7 separate regions of the Mus musculus genome follow, and regions 2, 3, 4, 5, 6 and 7 are each linked to region 1. The links are chromatin contacts, called in public Hi-C and promoter capture Hi-C maps. All regions are on one chromosome and are shown on one strand. Each heading gives the region's core, a stretch centred on a gene start, on an enhancer-like site or on the middle of the called end of the contact. The rest is flanking DNA. Distances are from core to core; before and after follow the strand shown. Region 1 holds the start of Tsc1 (TSC complex subunit 1). Region 2 holds the start of Camsap1 (calmodulin regulated spectrin-associated protein 1). Region 3 holds the start of Ubac1 (ubiquitin associated domain containing 1). Region 4 holds the start of Tor1a (torsin family 1, member A (torsin A)). Region 5 holds the start of Dnlz (DNL-type zinc finger). Region 6 holds the start of Pmpca (peptidase (mitochondrial processing) alpha). Region 7 holds the start of Notch1 (notch 1).

Region 1 (2,626 bases), core at 92-2,591:
TGGAAAAATACAAAATACTTTGTAACCAAATTTGGATTACCAAATACACCGTGCTGTAAGAAACAAAAGCTTAAGACATACAAACCAAATGCACCCTGTTCAAAATCTCTCACCACACACACACACACACACACACACACACACACACATATCCCTACCTTGGCCAAATGATTAACTACACTCACTTAATAATAGGCCACCTTTAATCAAATAACAGACAAATGGAACCAGTCGGACTTCAATTCCAGTGCTGTCTCAGAATAGGGGGGTGTGACCTTGGGCAAATTATTCCACTCTCTCCAGGCCTCAGTTTCTTCATTTAGAAAGGCTGCAGACTGCTTCTCCTTTGTCCAGAACCAAAGACAGGATGGCTACCAAGCACTTTCAATAGTGCTCGGTCACACAGGCACCCCCTATTCCCCCTCTCCAAAAAACAAAAAACAAAAAAAAAACAAAAAAAAAAACAAAAAAAAACGATAGTTGCGATTACTGGCCGACCACACTCCACGCCATCCCCACGTCTCTCTCATTCCAAATCCAACACGCGAGAAGCCAAACTCTTCTAACCCACAACACAAAGAAAGTGCTTGGGTTCTAAAAAAGGTGTCTGGGACCGCAGGCAGTGGGTCCTCCAGGTCCTCAAATGAATGAATGAGCGTTCAGCAGTGGCTGGGCAGGTAGCTGTCGCTAACGAGCACCTCTGCCGACTTGGAGGTAACTGTCTTCCAGCATCAATTAAACACCCACAAGTACACCCAGAGCCAAGCACTCGGCCGTGCACACTCTCCCCGAGACGGCGGGCGCCGGGCAGCCTCCAGTGCCCACAGGCGGCCTTCATTCATTCTCCACCCCCAGCCCCGGCGGCTGCAGTAGAGGCTCGAGCCGCGACCCCACCCCCGGGTCCCCGTGCCGGGCCCGGGGTCTCTGACCTGCGCGGCGCACCCCCGCGGGAGCCTGTCACCGCAGCAAGCGAGGGGGGCGGGTTAGCGGGGCCACCTCGGGCCCGGAGCTGCAGCCAGCCATGCCATCGGACGGAGCAGGCCCGCCTCAGCTCCCCGGGGCCCCAGCAGCCCAAGCCGAGCCCTGCCGGAGCCAGCGCGCGATGAGGGCGAGGAAGAAGCTCCCCGAACCCCCTTCCCCGGACCCCCGACTCGGCTAACGCGCTCCGCAGCGCCCCACAGCGTGAGGTCACGCTGCCAGAGCTGCCCCGAAAAGCCCACAAGGAAAAGAAGGGGAAACACCCCCCGTACTCACCCACCGTCTCCTCCCCCTCAGCTGTTTACCTCACAGTCCCTCCAGCCTACAGGGCGCCGCCATCTTGGACGCGCAGCACCTCCCCCTGGCGTGAAGCGTCTCGAGCGGCGGGGGCCTCCGCTATGAAAAAGAGTCCCTATTCGGGTCTCTACTACGCTCCGAGCCTAATGCCAGATGGCCAGAGTCTCAGCCTCTCCAGACAGGACAGGATATACCACTTATGACGATACAAGCTGGCCGAGATAAATAAAACCGAAAGAGATTTTAATGTGGAGGCGGGGACGGCGGAAGGATCGTGAAGGTGGGAGCCCACTGAGAGATCTTGTGACTCTGAAGGAGGCCGAAAGAAGTCCCGGCGCAGAGGGCGGAGCCACGAGACCGGCCGAGGGGTGGGGTGGGGAGGGGCGGCCACGTGATGGTGACAGGAGGCGCGCGCTCGGAACAAGCACAGTCAAAAACAAGCTGGCAGGGCTAGGCTCAGTGGAGAGCGCTGGCCCTTTCGAGCCAGGTCCCTCTGTCTTTGGCACACCTGCCACCTTTGGGGTCTCCCTGTAGGCGTTCCTATTTCCAAATGAGCCTCTGGGATCCCCTTGGATGGACAGCCTGTCAATTGCAGCAAAAAGGATGGGGCTTTCCCCCACCACCACTTTTTCCTTTGCAGAAGAGTCTGTGGAGTGACATGTAGAGGCCAGCCTTAGTCAGAGGATGCAGTTTATGTTGTAAAGTCAGAATACCTTGATTTACTTGCATGCCATGACAAGGTGTCAAGTCTTTTCAAACCTTGCCGGCTGTGGTGCAAAGCTTTTTAGAGGGATATCAGAATGTATATAGTTTTCATTTGCTGTTATTTTCCTTATTTGTATTATTTTTTTAATTAATTATGTATTTATTAAGGTTTTCCAAGACAAAGTTTCTCTTTATGCTTTGCCCATCCTGGAACTTGCTCTGTAGCCCAGGCTGGCCTGGAAGTCAAGAGAGTCTTCTGCCTCTGCCTAGCTTTAAAGGTGCTAGCTTTAAAGGTGTTCACCGCCGCAGCTGCCCCAGCAGCCGCCGCCACAACCACCACCACCACCTGGCATTGTGTATTTTTTGTTTTGGTTTGTTGTTGCTGTATTTTGTTGTTTTTTGGTTTGGGTTGGAGTTTGGGGTTTTATTATACTTAAACTTATATAATAAGACCCAGTGAAAGATGATAAGCGGAAGCTAGAGAAATGGCCTTGCCGTTAAGAGCATTTGTTGCTCTTACAGAGGACCAGGGTTAGGTTCCCAGAACCCAAATGGCAGCAGCTCCCAACTACCTATAACTCCAGTTCGAGGAGATGGCGCCCTCGCCTGGCCTTCTTGGGAACTAGGACTTCTCTCCTAAGCATAC
Region 2 (2,626 bases), core at 51-2,550, 2.7 Mb after region 1:
ACTATGTGGTTTTGGCTGACCTGGAACTCGATTAGAAACAGGGTGGCTCTGAAGTCACTGAGATGCACTTGCCTCTGCCTCCCAAGTGCTGGGTTCAAGATACTTGCCACATGAGGCCACTATCCATTTTTTGTTTGTTTTGTTTTTTGAGACAGGGTCTCATCTCCAGTAGCTGAAGCCGGCCTTGAATTTCATCTAGATCCTCCTGCCTCCAGTCTCCCCACTGCAGGGATTACAATCATGGGATACCATGCCCAGGCTCATCCGCGGCTCTTTCTGACTACATCATACATGCACTTGGACTTGAGGGACAGCTACCTGTACAACATCCACTCTACACACTGCCTTCTTCATACATAGGGCGGCTCTGGCAATGACAGAAGTTAAACACCTTGAAGTTTGCAGATGATGGTTAGTAAGGTCACCCACGCCCGGGCCGGAGGGTTCCTGAGCCTTCCCAGGGGCTGGTGCGCACACAGTCCGCTCTTCAGTGACATCTTTCTCCTTCCGCACCCAGTTTTCAAAAATATACTATTGCTCCTTTCAAGCACTAAAATGCAGGTCACACGCGACGATGGTCCTAGGCTGGCATCCATTTCCCTTAGATGCCAAAACTGGTTGAGAGATCTGATAGTGCCCACCGAGGAGGAGGAGGAGGCGGAGCTCGCGGTTGCTCCGGACTCCCGAGAGCTGCGGGGATTGTTTCTCTGGGCTAATCTCAGGCGCAGTTCTCGAGCCGCACACACTCTGCGACGCCCACTTTCTGCCAGTCCGGGCGGAGACGTCTTGGCATCTCAGTCCACAGATGCAGCACCGGTGCAGACTCTAAGGGCGCTCAGTTCTCAGAGAGCTGGCCTTGCCAGAGGTAGAGGCGAACGTCTCTGCACACAGGACTGAGGCTCAATCAAGGCCAGAGATTAGTCTCTCAAGTTGCTAGGAAACAGGCTAGCCCTCAGAAGAGAATACTGCGCCTGCGCGGGATCCGGACAGGGGCGTGTCCACTGTGCCGGGGGGTGGGCGGGGAGGGGCCGGATGGACTAGCGTGTATGCAGCCTTGAGGACGAAGTAGAGGCGGGGCCGAGGGTGTGTCCATAGCTACTAAGGACACGGACTGGGCTAGGTTAGAGGGGCGTGCCTACTCTGCAGGACCAGGGCTGGGGGCGGGGCTGAGGGTGTACCCAGAGCATCTGAAGAAGGGGACAGGTACGGAGCCTTCAGGAGGAGGGCGGGGCGAGCGGGCGGTGTTACGGGCGGTGCCTACTGCGCTTGCGGAGAAAGGTGGGGCTGCGGGGGGCGGTAAGTGCGCCTGCGTGACGCGGCGGCGGCGCGTTAGCTCCCACCCGTTGGCCGCCGCCTCAGCTGCCGCTTCTCCTGGGCCGCGCACGCGCCTCCGCCACCGCCCCCGGCCCGTGCTCGCACCGCGCTTGCCCCGCGCCTGCCCCGCGCCTTCCTCGGCCGGCGCTTGCCCGCCGCCGCCTGCCCGGCCCGCTCGGCGCCTTCTCGGCCTCGGCTCGGCGCCCGCAGCATGCAGCAGCCTGGGTGGCGGCGGCGGCCGTGAAGTAAGGGCCGTGCGCCCGGGCGGGCGGCGCGGGAGGGCGGCGGCGTCTTTGTTGCGGCCGGGCTGCCGCGGCCTTTGTCTGCAGATGGTGGACGCGGGCGGTCGCTGTGCCGCCGAAGGCTGGAGGAGGATGGAGGCGCCCCCGGAGGGCGCCGACCTGGTGCCGCTGGACCGCTACGACGCGGCGCGGGCCAAGATCGCCGCCAACCTGCAGTGGATCTGTGCGAAGGCCTATGGCCTAGGTGGGCGGGCGCGGCGGGGTCCGGGGTCGGGGGATGGGATTACAGGGAGACGGACGGGGAATGAATCCGGTTCCAGGATGGTACTAGAGGGGAGCCGACGGGGAACGCACTGGTTTCGGATGCGACCGGGAGGTGTCGGACGGGTATAGGAGCCGGGGTATGGGACCAGAACTGGGGTCGGACTACGACGGGGGATGGGACCAGAGGGGAACGCGACGGCCGCAGAATGGGACCAGAGGGAGACCGACGGAAACGACCAGGTATGAGACCAGAGGGGTCAGAAAAGGGACTGACATGCTGGGGGATGAGAGCAGAGAGTTTCGGACGTTGGACAGACGGGGCAGGTTGGGACCAGAGGGGATCTGACGGGTCTTGGGGGGATGAGACGCACGGGAGGAGGTTGTAAGGTCTAGGGACAAGGAATGGAGACAGAGCCAAGATTGAGAATGAGGCCGGTGACAGGGCCAAGGCGCGCCTTCGCGTGGTGTCAGTTCAAGTCTTGCTGTTCTGGCGGCGGCCCAGGTGAGCGAGCGCTGAGGTAGCCCAGGGTCGGTCCAGGCATGGGACTGTGTTCGCGTGTCATCCATGCTCTCTGAGTCTCGGTGGGTGGAGGGTGCCTATCATGTGCAGTGTTATTCTCTGGCAATTGGACTGGTCCTCTAAGTCCAAGAAAGACTCTTACCTAAATAACCACTGCTTAGCTGTTCCTTACTGCATCAGGGTGACTAGAAGGCTGGATAGTTTGAGACTTAGTCTCAAACTAGAGTTCCAGCCAATCTGGTTTATATATTATGAAATTTGGTACTTAACAGAACAGAAGTTATTG
Region 3 (2,626 bases), core at 95-2,594, 2.6 Mb after region 1:
GTTGTCTCCAGCTCCAAAGGGACCTCATACACACATTGCAAAGATCACTGTCTCCACAATTCCTTCTGCTCACTTCACTCTTGGGAATCCTGGAGAGCCAGATCAAGCATATGGAAGGGACTTGTCCCGTGTCCCTCTGGGTACTTCTTTCAGTATATCCAGTGGTAGGATGCTGAATGGGCTATGTGGAAATACTTGCAAACATTCTTATTATGCCCTAGGTGGCACCATGACAGGCTTCCAAGAGAAAGAGGACATTAGGCCTCTGAAGACTGGGGCTTAGTAGCCTAGGCTTTGGACAAAGAGCAAGGGGTTTGTTGGGGAGAGGCCTGGGGAACTTGAAGACCAGCTGGAGGGGCCTCAGACCCACTCCTCACAACCCTTATTGCTTAGTTCTGTACCATCTGCCAAGACACAGATCTGTGGCAAGAGCTCATGGATCTTGTCAAAGATGACTATGAACTTGAACTGTTCCTCCTACCTCCACACCACCATTCCTGGATCACTAATAATTATGATATTATTTATTTTTTATTTGTTTTTTTTTAGCTTAAAAAGATTTATTTTGTAAGTATTGTGCTTACATATATGTATCAACAGTGTGTCTGATCTTCAAGATAATTCTGAAGCACCATTGTGGGTTCTGAGAAACACAGGATCCTCAGCAAGAGTAGAAAGTAATCCTAACCACCGAGCCAGGGCCCCCCATCCCGTATGTGTGAGTGTGTGCGCGCATGCGTGTGTGTGTGTGTGTGTGTGTGTGTGTGTGTGTGTGTGTGTGTGTGTACGCACGCGCATTTGTATGTGTTTTATGCAGGCTTGTATTCCAGAGTGGTTCTGAACTCATTATGTAGTCAAGGATGACCTGTTTGACCTTCTGGTTCTGCCTAAACGTTCAGGATTATAAACCTGTGCCAGGCGTATGCTGCGCCGAGGAGCAAACCCAGGGCTTTGTGCATGGCATACAAGCACTTACAACTGTGACACATTTCTAGTGCCCTGACCCAGACGTATTATCTTGTGTACTTGACTCCGGAGCCCTTTTCAATTCCAACAGACCAGCAAATCAGGTAACAAGGCTGGGAGGTGCTGAAGGAATGAGGTATATGGAGAACTACAACTCCCGGTATGCATCTGACCCACCTCACACATTAATTTTTGGTAAGGGGGCCGTGAGCCTGCCTGGGAACGACAACTCCCGGCGTGCCTTGGTGCACTTTACCTATTTCCGGCGCGGTGCGGGCGGGGGGTGCGGGGGGTGGGGTGGGCAACAGCAGAATGCCTGCCAAAAAAAAACCACATTTCCCGGCATACCCACGGGCGCTCATTACGCACTTCCGGCGCGGCTGCGACCGCGCGCTCCGGGCGGCTACGGCGACACGGGCAGTGGCAGCAAGGGTACAGCTCCTGCCCCTTCAGTGACGGGCGGCGGAGCTGACAGGAGCCGGGGCGGGGCGGCGGCGGCCAGCGAAGGAGCGCACGGCGGCCCGGCCCCGCCCCTGGTCCTCCCGCCAGCCTCAGTGACCTTCACTGGTTCGGGCGGCGGGTGCAGGCCCGGGCGGCGGCGCGATGTTCGTGCAGGAGGAGAAGATCTTCGCGGGCAAGGTGCTTCGGCTGCACATCTGCGCAGCCGACGGCGCCGAGTGGCTGGAGGAGGCGACCGAGGACACATCGGTGGAGAAGCTCAAGGAGAGTTGCCTCAAACATGTAAGGCCGAGCTCCTTACGACCCAGTTCCACCTCTGCCTCCGTTCTGAAAACCAGAAACCTAGACTTATGTCCCAGACTCCGCCCCAGTCCCCAGCCTTCTGGTTGCCCCGACACTCCTATCTCTACCTAGACGCCAGATTTTCGCTTCTTCCTGGACCGGTCCCCAGTCCCTGCCGTGCAGCCCGCTGCTCCCAGCCTTCGCTCCTCCGGGCCTGGGCAGCGCCTTCCGCTCCTCCAATCACAAACCTAGTGCTCAGAGAAGAGCATCTGGCCCCCGCTGTTGAGCGAGCTTTATTTAATTTCTGCAACGTGCTAGGGAGGTGAAGGCGAGAGTGAACAGAGACTGGGAGAGGCAAAGGCAAGGGATCATGGTTTTCTAGCCTTGGGGCTTGCCTGCTGTTGGGATGAGCTTTTAGTTTCCTCCAGAAGCTGGAAGTAACTAGATCCCATTATAAGAGGACTGGCTCCTTGCCTGAGGAGCCAGCTGCTAGGAGCCCATGGCCGGGACTTGACACTTAGCAGTAGTCACTTAAAATAGTGTCACTGTGGGACAAGTTCCTTGGCTTCTACTTTCTATTGGGGCAACAGTTGATTGAGTGGGAAGGTCCAGGATGACTGTCTCCTGCCAGCAAGTGGCATTTGTTAAGTTTACTTACATTCAGTGAACGTTGTACTATAGTTAGCCTTTTAGTTTTAGTTAAGTCTTGGAATTAGTTCTTGAAGCCTTCCTGGCTCTAACTGCTCCCAGTTGAAGATGAAACAGATGTCTGTTAGACACTGGTAGCCTATGGAAGCACCATGCCAGACAAGATTAGTGCCAGATAGCTTTTTAGAGGGGACTCTTCGGAAAGTTAGGGATCTACAGCAGTAGGTTGTGTTAAAGTTCAGCATTGTGTTTCCTCTAAAGGCAGTCTTCA
Region 4 (2,626 bases), core at 75-2,574, 2.3 Mb before region 1:
TTTATTGACCAATCTGAATAATTAGGAAGCAATGTTTACACAACATTGATGACAGGCAGTTCTCAAAATAAGGATAGCAACCATATATGAGGGCATAGCAATCAGCATGTGAATAATACAAGGATAATCCTTATACAGTGCACAATAACATTATTCCTACAGTTCCCTAAGGAAGAAACTGGGTAAGAAACTATGGGCTTTATTTAATAATATTGCTCATGGGGCTGGAGAGATGGCTCAGTGGTTAAGAGCACTGACTGCTCTTCCAGAGGTCCTGAGTTCAATTCCCAGCAACCACATGGTGGCTCACAACCATCTGTAGTGGAAATCTGATGCCCTCTTCTGGTGTGTCTGAAGTCAGTATACTCACATACATAAATAAATAAAATCTTTAAAAAAAAATACTGGTCATGGGTTTTTAACAAGTATGAGATGCAGATCCCTCTTTTTTTTTTTTTTGAGATGTCAGACTCTCACTGTAGCCCTGACTGCACCTGGAATTCCTTGTATAGGACAGGGTGGCCTCCAACTCAGATATCCAAGACAATCACCTGTCTCTACTTCCCAGAGTGCTGGGATTAAAGGTGTGTGCTACAATACCCAGCCCTCAAATGTCAGTTTTGTTCTGTTTTGTTTTGTTTTGTTTTAACGACAAGATCCAATATGCAGCTTTGACCTGCTTGAAACTTTGTAGACTGGCCCCAACTCATACAGAGTGTTGGGGTTAAGGGTGCACACCACCCACCGCACCTGTCAGATTTAATGATAGGGACGCACGTTGGGGGGGGGTCATGTGGGAACCCACTATATTATCCTCTCATTTTTAAAAATTTATTCATTTACATGTTAATTTATGCATGTGTGTAAGCCCACATGAGTTTATGAGCACCACATGCACGCAGGTGCCTGCGTCATTTCTTTTTTAATACTTATTTATTTCATGTATGTCAGTACACTGTCGCTGTCTTCAGACACACCAGAAGAGGGCACCAGATCCCATTACAGATGGTTGTGAGCTACCATGTGGTTACTGGGAATTGAACTCAGAACCTCTGGGAGAGCAGTCAGTGCTCTTAACCGCTGAGCCATCTCTCCGCCCATCATTAAAAAAAAATGGTTCTAAAACACTGTTACTTGATGGGGATAGGGCAGCAGTCATCATCACCTGATTCCTATAATCTCAATATTATTCCTGTAACATCAAGGTTCAGAAGCAGAAGGGACTTTGCCCTTAACAAAGATGGTAGCCACTAGCGTCGGTAGACTGCCTGCCCCGGACAAAGAGGGCGGCCCCGCCAGCAGGAACCGGAAATACGAGTCTGGGCGGTGCGCGGGGTACGGTGGGCGCTGGGCGGGCGCTGGGCGCGCAAGGTGCGCGGGTCCGGTTATGAAGCTTGGCCGGGCCGCTCTGGCCCTGCTGCTGCTGGCGCCGTGCGTGGTTCGTGCGGTGGAGCCCATCAGCCTGAGTCTGGCCCTGGCCGGCGTACTCACCACCTATATCTCCTACCCTCGTCTCTACTGCCTCTTCGCCGAGTGCTGCGGCCAGATGCGGAGCCTCAGCCGGGAGGGTAGGCGGGCACCAGGCGTCCGGGATGCTGCGGCAGGGGGATGGCGCCGCTGCCAGGCCAGACTTTGGCCGGAGGCCTGAGAGATGAGTGGTCGGGGCCCGGGGTAGGGTGTCAGCCCTGCGCGGAGCTCTCCGGGGCGGCCTCACGGCACCTCTTCCGCTTGGCTTTGGGGCCAACCCCGAGGAAGGGCAGAGTTCGCAGCACCAGGGTCCCTCAGCGCTCTCCAAACCAGGCTCCGCGGGCCCTGACGTCCTGGAAATGGGGCTGCCTTTTGCCAGCTTGTTTCTCTCCTGACCAGAGTGATCTTTCCTTTCTCAGCGCTGCAGAAAGATCTGGATAACAAGCTCTTTGGACAGCATCTTGCAAAAAAAGTCATCCTAAACGCCGTGTCTGGTTTCCTAAGCAACCCGAAGCCCAAGAAGCCCCTTACCCTCTCTCTGCACGGGTGGACGGGCACCGGCAAAAACTTCGCCAGCAAGATCATCGCGGAGAATATTTACGAGGGCGGACTGAACAGTGACTATGTACACCTGTTTGTGGCCACGCTACACTTCCCCCACGCCTCTAACATCACACAGTATAAGGCAAGAGCATTAAGTTGACCGCCTTCGCGGATGACCCGGAATTGGGGTTTCTCTGTTGTGGGGTGGGATGTGGGAATTCCACGTCAGTGAGTGAGCCACAACATGGCTCTCTGTATGTCAGTTCCTCTTTAAAAGGTGTGCACAGAAGTGGTCATATCCCTTGGAGGAATGACAGCTGAAGCTAGGCTACCGTGTTTTAAAGGGGACTGTCAAGAGCTGGGGGTAGCTCGGCATAGAGCACTTGCCCAGAATGTGGGAAGTTCTGTATTATGTCTCTCCACCCCAACTCCCACAACTCCCGCTGTGGCGAGGGTGCACTGGGGGATAGATATGTAAGTTACAAAGGGTTTGAGATACATAGAGCAGTTAGACCACCAAAGTTTTATGAGTGGCCTCTGTGACACTCATAAAGTGACTCGGTAAGGTGACAACTTGGCTGGGAAGTGGGGACATAACAACTCCAGGGTCTTTAGG
Region 5 (2,626 bases), core at 85-2,584, 2.3 Mb after region 1:
TGGAATGATTATTCTTCTAATTAATATGGTGTACTTGCACTAACCCAGGCCCCCGATGCCCTGAGCTCTCCACTGAGGCTGCCCCCACACCACCCATGGGAACCACTAGACACAAAAATGTTGCCAAGCTAAAAGGGACATGGACTGGGGCATGCATTCGCAAATAATCATGGGGACCTGGAGTCTTTCCTAGCCATCTGTCCTTGTGTTTGGTGACAGTCAGCTTGGGCGGTATGGGTGACTGATGGTAGGAGCCCTGTTGATGTAGCAGTCAAGGGCTCAGCCTGTTTCTGTGAAATGCAGTCCCCACTGGACTCATGCAAAGGTCCCAGCCCGTAAGGCTGACCTAGGCTAATGCTAGTTGGGCTGTTTGCAGAGGGAGGTGGCCATACCAGATGGGGCCCCCATAAGCACAGATCTTCCTTTCAGGTGTACTGGCAGACAGGGAGAGCCCAGAGCAGCCCTTTATGGCTCTGAACAAGGAGCATCTTTCACTGACCCATGTAAGGCTGATTGGGGTTCCCAAGAGCCCTGGTTACTACATGGCTGATCCTGGGGAGGAGGGTGACGCCACTGGACAGCTGGGGATCACAAGGTCTTTGGTAGTGTATGGGTAGGATGTAACATTTGGATAGTGGGGTGGTTGGACAGGGGAGGGGACAATGTAAGGACACCCATACTGCTGTTCACTGCAAAGAAGTCTTCCACTCACCTGGCTACAAAGGGGTTGTCACCCCACGCTCAGTCATCTCGGAGTCCAGCAGACCCCACGGCCAGCTAGCTATGCTCCACACCTGCTGGAGTCCCAGGGCTGCCGTGGTAAGGCCACGGTGTCCAGCTGCCCGCCCCGTTGTCCAGCTGCCGGCCCCGTTCCTTCTCTAGGGCATGGGGCCCAGCAGCAGCGAGCCCCCGGAGAAGGAGCGGCGGCGCCTCAAGGAGAGCTTCGAGAACTACCGCAGGTGTGGGGCGGCGGGCAGGACGGCTGGCGGGTGGGACACCTGTGCCTACCTGCTCACACTGCGGGCCCCACAGGAAGCGGGCGCTCCGCAAGATGCAGAACAGCTGGCGGCAGGGAGAAGGGGATCGCGGGAATACGACAGGCAGCGACAACACCGACACCGAGGGCTCCTAGCGAACCGCGCCGAGGCTGAGCATCTGTGGAATTGTGAAAGGATGCTGCGGTTTTTTTTTTTTTTTTTTTTTTTTTACTGTATTAGAATTAGAAAATGCAACTAAATAAAATAATCACCGAGCTGAGCCTGTTGGTTGGATATGCAAGCGGGGCGACACCAGGGGGCAACAGAAAGCAGTGCACCGGTGGCGGATGGAAGCCGAAGAGGGCCGCTTCCGGCCGCTGCGCCCGTTACCAAAATGGTCGACGCAGCTTCACGGGGCGGTGCAAGAAAAGGTGGCTAAGGATTCGCAGGCGGGATGTTGCGGACAGCGCTGAGCCGCATGCCGACACTACTTCGTAGTGTGCGGACCCGGGATTCCGGACCGCGGCGGCTTTGGGATTTGGGGGCTCGCCTAAAGACCGCGGAGAGACTTCGGGGCTGGGCCTGGGGCTGGGCCTCGGGCTGGCGGAGCTCGAGCTCCGCGCCGGGATCAGGGCGTGCGGCGGCGCTGGGGCGCGTGGAAGCGGACCACTATCAACTCGTCTACACCTGCAAGGTGGGCGCTGTCGGCAACACCTGGTGCTGGCTGGTTTCCTGTTGGTGTAGGGTCCTGGCAGAAACGTGGAAGTATCCTTCGGACCAGGGAGGAGGCGGAGTCTTTACAAATGGCTGGGTGGGAATGAGGCACAGGGCCTTCTAGGTTGGGTTATCAGGAGACAGGCGTCTAGAAATGACGCCGTCGCCTAGGTGGGATCATCAGAGAAAGGGTTGAGGCTGTCCCTCGGGATGGAGTTAGACCTTGGGAGAGACTTTCCTGTGTATGCCTTGCCTGACCACCTCTCTAACCCAGCTAGGTCTGTGGGACTCGGTCATCCAAGCGCATCTCAAAGTTGGCCTATCACCAGGGCGTGGTCATCGTGACTTGCCCTGGTTGCCAGAACCACCACATCATCGCAGACAACCTAAGCTGGTTCTCTGACCTGAAGGGGAAGAGGTGAGGCCAGCTGGGAGGGGTAGGAGACAGTAAGATTGTGGCCCTGTGTGAGCCTGGATCCATTGCCTGGATCTCTCTACCTGGACAGCCCAGCTTCCACGTGGACCTGGAAGCAGTTGAATTTGAACTTCAGATGAACCATGAATGGCCCCAAATATGGCAAACTAGTTCTATGGCTCTACCTCTGTCACTGCCTGACCTCTGATCTCGCCAGGGGCCTTATCAATCTCTAGTGGAGGCTTTTTGTCCTCTGCCAACTCAGGGCAGATGGAAGGGTATGTGTCAGATTATGGACTGGGGCAGCCTTCAGTGGTGTTCCCACTTTTGGGAGAGCAGTGGGGAGGGCCAGGAGTCAGTTTGGAGGCTGTGCCTGATGCCTTCTTAATGTTCTATGAGGAGGGATCAGTGGCAGGAGTAAGGGCAGAGCCACAGAGGAGATAGCCTGTGATAAGTGTGCAGGCCTTGGGTCTCTAGGGTTCGCCTCTTAGACCTGGACTGCAGAGAAATCTCAGCTCTG
Region 6 (2,626 bases), core at 54-2,553, 2.3 Mb after region 1:
TCAGAGAGACTCTAAGAGACTCTGACCAAGGATGAGGAGGACATGATGAGGAGGACAGATGGACATGAAATACCTTGAGGTCTGGCAGTCACAGATACCACCATGTTTTTCCAGCGTAAGCAGGATTTCGTCTTTGCTGTCAAATCGAGCAGTGGACTATAAAAATAATTAAGCTTAAGTAAATAACCCAAAATCCATTAAGTGTACATTTGCTTTCAAACACACAAAATCATGTCAGAAGTCTTTTGTGAGCACCAACTTCATATTCAGATCCTTAACTAATACAAGTTCTTAAAAAGGAAAACTGAAAACTTATAAAAATTACAAATTAGACACTGACCGAAAATGCCAATTTTTCCAAAAAATGAGCTATTCCACTAAGATATTTCGCTTCATATCGTGATCCTGAATTAATAAGAACTGGTAATAAAAAGAAAATGGACAGGTTAAGCCAAATATTCAAAACATTTAATCAACAGAAAGTTTTCAAAACAATGGCCAATAGAACTTACTTCCTACGGTACAGAATTGTCCAAACTTATTTTGAGATGCCACACGAAGCCCATTGTCCAGAGTGGTAACTTTGGTTTCAAACTTTTCCTGTCCATCAACTGTTGCAAAAATAGGCTTGGGTACTCCAGGCAAGGGAGAAGAGAGGGGGATGTTGGGGTAGGTGGCACCACTGCTGAACCGTCTGTGTGCAGGAGATCCAAACCTACAGCAGAGCAGCAAAATATTTAGTCTTATTTTATGTCACGGATGTATGTTCATCACAGGCATGCCCGTTGTCCATGGAGGTCAGAAGAGGGCTTTGGATCCCCTGGATAGTGGAGTTATAGATAGATGGTTGTGAGCCACCAAATGGGCGCTGGTAGCCAAACCCAGGGGAAGCAGTCAGTAGGCCTAACTACTGAGCCATCTCTTCGACCCCGGTCTTTGGGGCTTCACTGTCCACTCTGATCAGCAGGCTGCGTGAGAAACGAGTTCCTGTGCATATGGGCCTGGGCAAGCCCGGCCCCTCAGGGCTTCGCTTTGGTCTAAAGGCTCCAGCCGAGGGACTCTGCCGACCACTCCCAACCAGGTTCCAGTCCCCAGCTCCTTCTCCAGGCCCAAGGCGCCTGTGCTCTGATCCAGAGGCCCATTCTTCTCTTCCAGTTCCCCCCGGTACCAACTCCCCCGAGTCCTCCCTTCCTCGCACCGAGACAGGCCTCGGCTCACCTGGGCCGCGCGCACAGCACCGCAGATCCCCGAAGCAGCCGCGCAGCCGCCCACACTGCCGTCGCCATCGCGCCGCCGCGCTTCTGCGGTCACTTCCGCTTCCGACCCCGCCCCGCGGCGTTCGGCGCTGGCTTCCGGCCCGCCGAGCCGGATGAGGCAGGGGCCGGCGACTGCCTTGCGGGCCATGGGGCCGCGGCCGGGTTAGGGCGCGGCGATGTCGGGCTACGCGCGGCGGCAGGGCGCGCCCCCTCTATCGCGGACGCGGAGCCTTGTGGTTCCCGACGGTGAGCGGCGCGCGGCTGGGGCAGGGCCGGGGGGCGCGGGCGGCGGCGGCCCGCGGTGAAGCCGCTCTCGTTGTCGCTTACAGCTCCTGCGTTCTATGAGCGCCGGTCTTGTCTCCCCCAGCTAGACTGTGAGCGCCCCCATGGCGGGGACCTGCACCCCCATCTCTTCGGCTTTCGGCCGACGTTTATGTGCTATGTGCCCAGCCCGGTGCTGGCTTCGGTAGGAGACACAGGTGAGAGTCGGTCGGGGCGCCGGCCACAGTGCGGAGCTGGGCAGCGCGGGGAGCCCTCCCCACAGCCCGCCCGCCCGCCTCAAGGCAGGAAGGTAGTGCCTGGTGGAGCTCGGAGGCCACTTAAGCCCACCGGCTTGGGCAAGGCCAGGGGCTGGACCTAGCGGGTCTGCGTTCCACCTGCAGCTGCTCTTAGAGCGCGCAGGGATGTGTAGTTTACCGCATCCAGCCTCAGAAGACAGCTTTCTAGTCCCAGACTCAGTGGGAGTCAGGCGTCTGCGGTCTTCACCTCCCTGGACAAACGCTGCAGTCATAAGGCTTGCTGTGATCACGGTGAGCTGACCATGTCTTTTTGCAGGTTTTGGCTATGGAAAGGGGAAATGTACTAACCAAGGTCCTTCGGGAGCCCCTGAGACGCGCTTTGGAGGTAGAGTAGCTCAGTGGGTCTTCTTTCCCTCTTAGACTCAGTGCCTGGCAGGGGTCTGGCCATGGGCTTTCAGGATGACAGGGTTTAAGGGGTATATACCTGGAGCCCAAAAGAGCAGTGGAGCCGGGCAGTGGTGGCGCACGCCTTTAATCCCAGCACTTGGGAGGCAGAGGTAGGCGGATTTCTGAGTTCGAGGTCAGCCTGGTCTACAGAGTGAGTTCCAGGACAGCCAGGGCTACACAGAGAAACCCTGTCTTGAAAAACCAAGAAAAAGAAAAAAGCGACATAAGATGTAGGTGTTATGAGACCCACATAAGCAACTGAGTCTGATAGGTGTGGAGGTAGAGGCTGGTCAACTAGGGTAGTTGGAGAGAAGGTCAGAGGAAGGGATGGCATAGAGCAGTTCCTGAGATGCACTGTGGCATCTCAGCAGCTTTGAATCGCCTACAGTAGCCTTCAGCCCACTG
Region 7 (2,626 bases), core at 65-2,564, 2.1 Mb after region 1:
AGAGGCCTTCAGGACCCATCTCAGAAGAGGCACTTGCAGTCAGGCGTTCCTTCTATGGAACTGCTCTCTGGAGCTGCAGATCTCTTATATAAATATTTCTGTAGCATTGGGCGCTTTTTCTCTCGGGTACTGACCCCATGCTGCTAACCCCCAGGCTTGAGGCCAGTTTCTGAGAGGAGCAGGAGATGGGGGCTGGACAGCTGTTGGCACTGGCCCTTTAGTGCCTTTCAGGAACAGGTGTGTCAAGGGAGATGGGAGGGTCCTAGGACAATATAATCTGGGGCCCTTATTCCTTGTTGAACTCACCACCGTGTTTTAGGATGGGGAGGTGTTGTTCGTTCCAGATTCCATTGAACTTTAACTGCAAAGGGATAAGGAAGGCATCTTGGACGCCCAGTGCTAAGCAGCTTAGCACAGGATGTCCAAACATCAAGGTGGAGATAAAGCATGAGAGGCTGTGTTGACGCTAGCAGTCATTGTACTGGAACTCTGCACTTTCCCAGGCCACCTAAGTCGGACACAGCCAGGGACCAGTGAGAAGGGTGACCGTGGAACGTCTAGACTCGGGTTCCTGCTGGGAATCGAGAGCGCAATCTGTCCAGCAAGGCACTAGTCCTTGGGGAGTTCCCTTAGGGAGCCCCGAACTCCCTTCTACAGAGGCTGCGGGCGCGACGCCATCATCGTTTAAGGTCAAGCGTTCCGGAAGTCATGGCTAAGAGTGCCTGGCCTCAATCCTCCTGATGCCTATAGCCGAGACCAAACAGCTCCCAGGAGTGGAGCCCTAGGGACAGGACACGCGCAACGCTGCCAGGGCGCCACATTTAAACTCCTGCCCCAGGATTCCCCCCAAACTTGACTTCAGCTGCTCCTGCCCACGGTCCTAGACCTAACTCCAGGATGGAGCTGGTTCCCCGTGCAGCTTTCCTTTCCCACAAGACCCGTACCTCCTCTACTATTGAAATGCAAATTCTGGCCAAATGTCGCAGAGGGCGGCTACACACAAAGCCTGATCCTTCCGCAGCGCCAGCTCAAACTTTTGGTCTCTGTAAACTTTCGAACAAGAAGTAGTTCCTAGATGCCCATTCCATACACCCCTCCATTCCTCCTTGTCTTGCGAACCATAAGATCCTTAGATCCTGGCTCGGGACGCGCTCCCTAGCCCGGACAGGCGCAGAACCCACCAAAGCGCTGGGAGGGACAGGGTCCACAAGGGGGTAAGGGTTCGCAGGAACCAGGGGCGGAGCCCGCTGGGATGGGGCGGGGCAGGGGCGGGCCCCCATAGGGGCGGAGCGCCCGCCCGCTCAGAGCCTCACTAGTGCCTCTGCCGCGGGAGGGAGCGCAGGGGCGTGGGGCGCAGGGCGCGGGCGCTGGGCGCGGGTGCGAGCGCAGTGAAGGAACGAGCCCGGGTGCCTTGTAGGGCCCAGCGCCGCTGAGAGCCCAGCGCCGCCCACCCGCCAGGAAAGAGGGCATCAGAGGGTGGACGCCTGCGGGACCGCCGGTGGTGTGCGTCAACGTCCGATCCCCGCCGGCCACCCCAAGAGGCCGCCGCCCGGGCTGCGGGCAGCTGGCGAGCAGGCATGCCACGGCTCCTGACGCCCTTGCTCTGCCTAACGCTGCTGCCCGCGCTCGCCGCAAGAGGTAGGCTCCCGCGAGCCCGCAACTTCGGGCGCCTTTCAGAAACTTCTGTTGCGCCCTGCGCACGCTTTGGGTAGATAGGAGTAAGGGACCAGCTGCCAGAGTTGAGAGCCAGAGCGGGTGGACGGGACCGTGGGACCTGGTGTCCTGGCGTGTGAGGAGGACCCTTCTCTTTCCAGGGGTACCCACTTTTCTCATAGCGCCCAAAGACGCTGGAAGTGTGGTATGGGGCCCCGGAGGCCCAACCCTGGCTCGCACTTGGGTAGACGCTCCTGGGGCTCGCCGCGGGGGCGGACATGCTGCTTGCGCCTCTACTTTTCGATTTGAATCGAATCGGTTTTGGTTTCCTGTTGCTTCTTGGGACCATTTATTTTCATTCTTCTTTGCCTCCGGCCCGTGCTAGGGCGGATGTTGGGGTGCAGTGTGAGGTCAGGGGCGCTATACTCTCGTTGCTTACTTAGAGCGGGGCAGAGACGATGTGCCCTGGACTCCTAGTATGGGGTTTTGGGATCGCTGTCCCCTAGCCGGAATCAAACTTTCGAAGAGGGGCGATGTGCAGGCGGCTTGCTGCCTAGGGTGGGCGTGGGACTGACTCATTTCGGAAGTTTGAAAATCCTGTGCTGATTGGAACGGGAGCCGGAGAGGGGAGCCCTTATTTCCCTTCCGGCTTCACAGAACGGGGTACTCCTGTTGTAGTAACCAACTGCACTCTTCTCCCAGTAATCGAAGGAGAGAACTGCCTGCCCTTTCCTTAAAAGTGGGGTTTTATGTGACGCTCGAGCTCAGCCCTACATCGAGGCTTAATTTTTAGAGCTCTTTAAGATGGCGTGGGAGGGGCTTGATTAATAATAGCCCCTTCCCGAGAACGGGGTGGAATTCCTTCTAAGTGGGGTTTCTAAGACCCCCTCCCTGGGTGCGGCGGGGGCTGCCCCTGGAGATGCCTGCGAACAGGTATTGGGTGTCGGAGTAGGCGGGGCAGGTCTCCGGGTGC

Evidence for each region. Promoter capture Hi-C pulls out the DNA fragments that hold promoters and counts their contacts. Hi-C and Micro-C count contacts between places; a contact is called where the count stands out from the background.
Region 2: a promoter capture Hi-C map of pre-B cells shows a contact between it and region 1, with 2.9 times the contacts expected there. The contact joins the promoter of Camsap1 here to the promoter of Tsc1 in region 1. A contact is called at or near these places in 2 of 39 promoter capture datasets (liver and pre-B cells) and 1 of 9 other capture datasets (liver).
Region 3: a promoter capture Hi-C map of pre-B cells shows a contact between it and region 1, with 3 times the contacts expected there. The contact joins the promoter of Ubac1 here to the promoter of Tsc1 in region 1. A contact is called at or near these places in 5 of 39 promoter capture datasets (erythroid cells, hippocampal neurons, liver and 1 more) and 1 of 9 other capture datasets (liver).
Region 4: a contact with region 1 is called in a promoter capture Hi-C map of pre-B cells, with 2.7 times the contacts expected there. The contact joins the promoter of Tor1a here to the promoter of Tsc1 in region 1.
Region 5: a contact with region 1 is called in a Hi-C map of CD4 T cells, with 8 times the contacts expected there. The contact joins the promoter of Dnlz here to the promoter of Tsc1 in region 1. A contact is called at or near these places in 1 of 39 promoter capture datasets (pre-B cells) and 1 of 484 Hi-C or Micro-C datasets (CD4 T cells).
Region 6: a contact with region 1 is called in a promoter capture Hi-C map of pre-B cells, with 2.9 times the contacts expected there. The contact joins the promoter of Pmpca here to the promoter of Tsc1 in region 1. A contact is called at or near these places in 4 of 39 promoter capture datasets (liver, neutrophils and pre-B cells) and 1 of 9 other capture datasets (adipose tissue).
Region 7: a contact with region 1 is called in a promoter capture Hi-C map of embryonic stem cells, with 2.8 times the contacts expected there. The contact joins the promoter of Notch1 here to the promoter of Tsc1 in region 1. A contact is called at or near these places in 2 of 39 promoter capture datasets (embryonic stem cells and pre-B cells).

What each region holds. Positions count from the first base shown.
Region 1 is chr2:28,639,948-28,642,573 of GRCm38.p6, reverse strand. It overlaps Tsc1 (TSC complex subunit 1), which reads right to left and starts at 1,341. Exons shown (of 23, transcript NM_022887.4): 1 at 1,284-1,341.
Region 2 is chr2:25,981,956-25,984,581 of GRCm38.p6, reverse strand. It overlaps Camsap1 (calmodulin regulated spectrin-associated protein 1), which reads left to right and starts at 1,300. Exons shown (of 18, transcript NM_001372499.1): 1 at 1,300-1,800. The coding sequence starts at 1,644.
Region 3 is chr2:26,020,478-26,023,103 of GRCm38.p6, reverse strand. It overlaps Ubac1 (ubiquitin associated domain containing 1), which reads left to right and starts at 1,344. Exons shown (of 10, transcript NM_133835.2): 1 at 1,344-1,707. The coding sequence starts at 1,570.
Region 4 is chr2:30,966,616-30,969,241 of GRCm38.p6, reverse strand. Tor1a (torsin family 1, member A (torsin A)) reads left to right here and starts at 1,324. Exons shown (of 5, transcript NM_144884.2): 1 at 1,324-1,568; 2 at 1,887-2,152. The coding sequence starts at 1,388.
Region 5 is chr2:26,350,818-26,353,443 of GRCm38.p6, reverse strand. Dnlz (DNL-type zinc finger) reads left to right here and starts at 1,334. Exons shown (of 3, transcript NM_026828.3): 1 at 1,334-1,671; 2 at 1,970-2,109. The coding sequence starts at 1,432. Card9 (caspase recruitment domain family, member 9) reads left to right here. Exons shown (of 13, transcript NM_001037747.3): 11 at 430-503; 12 at 883-959; 13 at 1,033-1,257. The coding sequence ends at 1,132.
Region 6 is chr2:26,388,025-26,390,650 of GRCm38.p6, reverse strand. Pmpca (peptidase (mitochondrial processing) alpha) reads right to left here and starts at 1,303. Exons shown (of 13, transcript NM_173180.3): 1 at 1,219-1,303; 2 at 513-715; 3 at 341-420; 4 at 74-156. The coding sequence starts at 1,286. Entr1 (endosome associated trafficking regulator 1) reads left to right here and starts at 1,335. Exons shown (of 10, transcript NM_026563.3): 1 at 1,335-1,502; 2 at 1,586-1,735; 3 at 2,091-2,159. The coding sequence starts at 1,433.
Region 7 is chr2:26,502,510-26,505,135 of GRCm38.p6, reverse strand. Notch1 (notch 1) reads left to right here and starts at 1,314. Exons shown (of 34, transcript NM_008714.3): 1 at 1,314-1,638. The coding sequence starts at 1,578. Gm35978 (predicted gene, 35978) reads right to left here and starts at 1,209. Exons shown (of 2, transcript NR_132655.1): 1 at 307-1,209.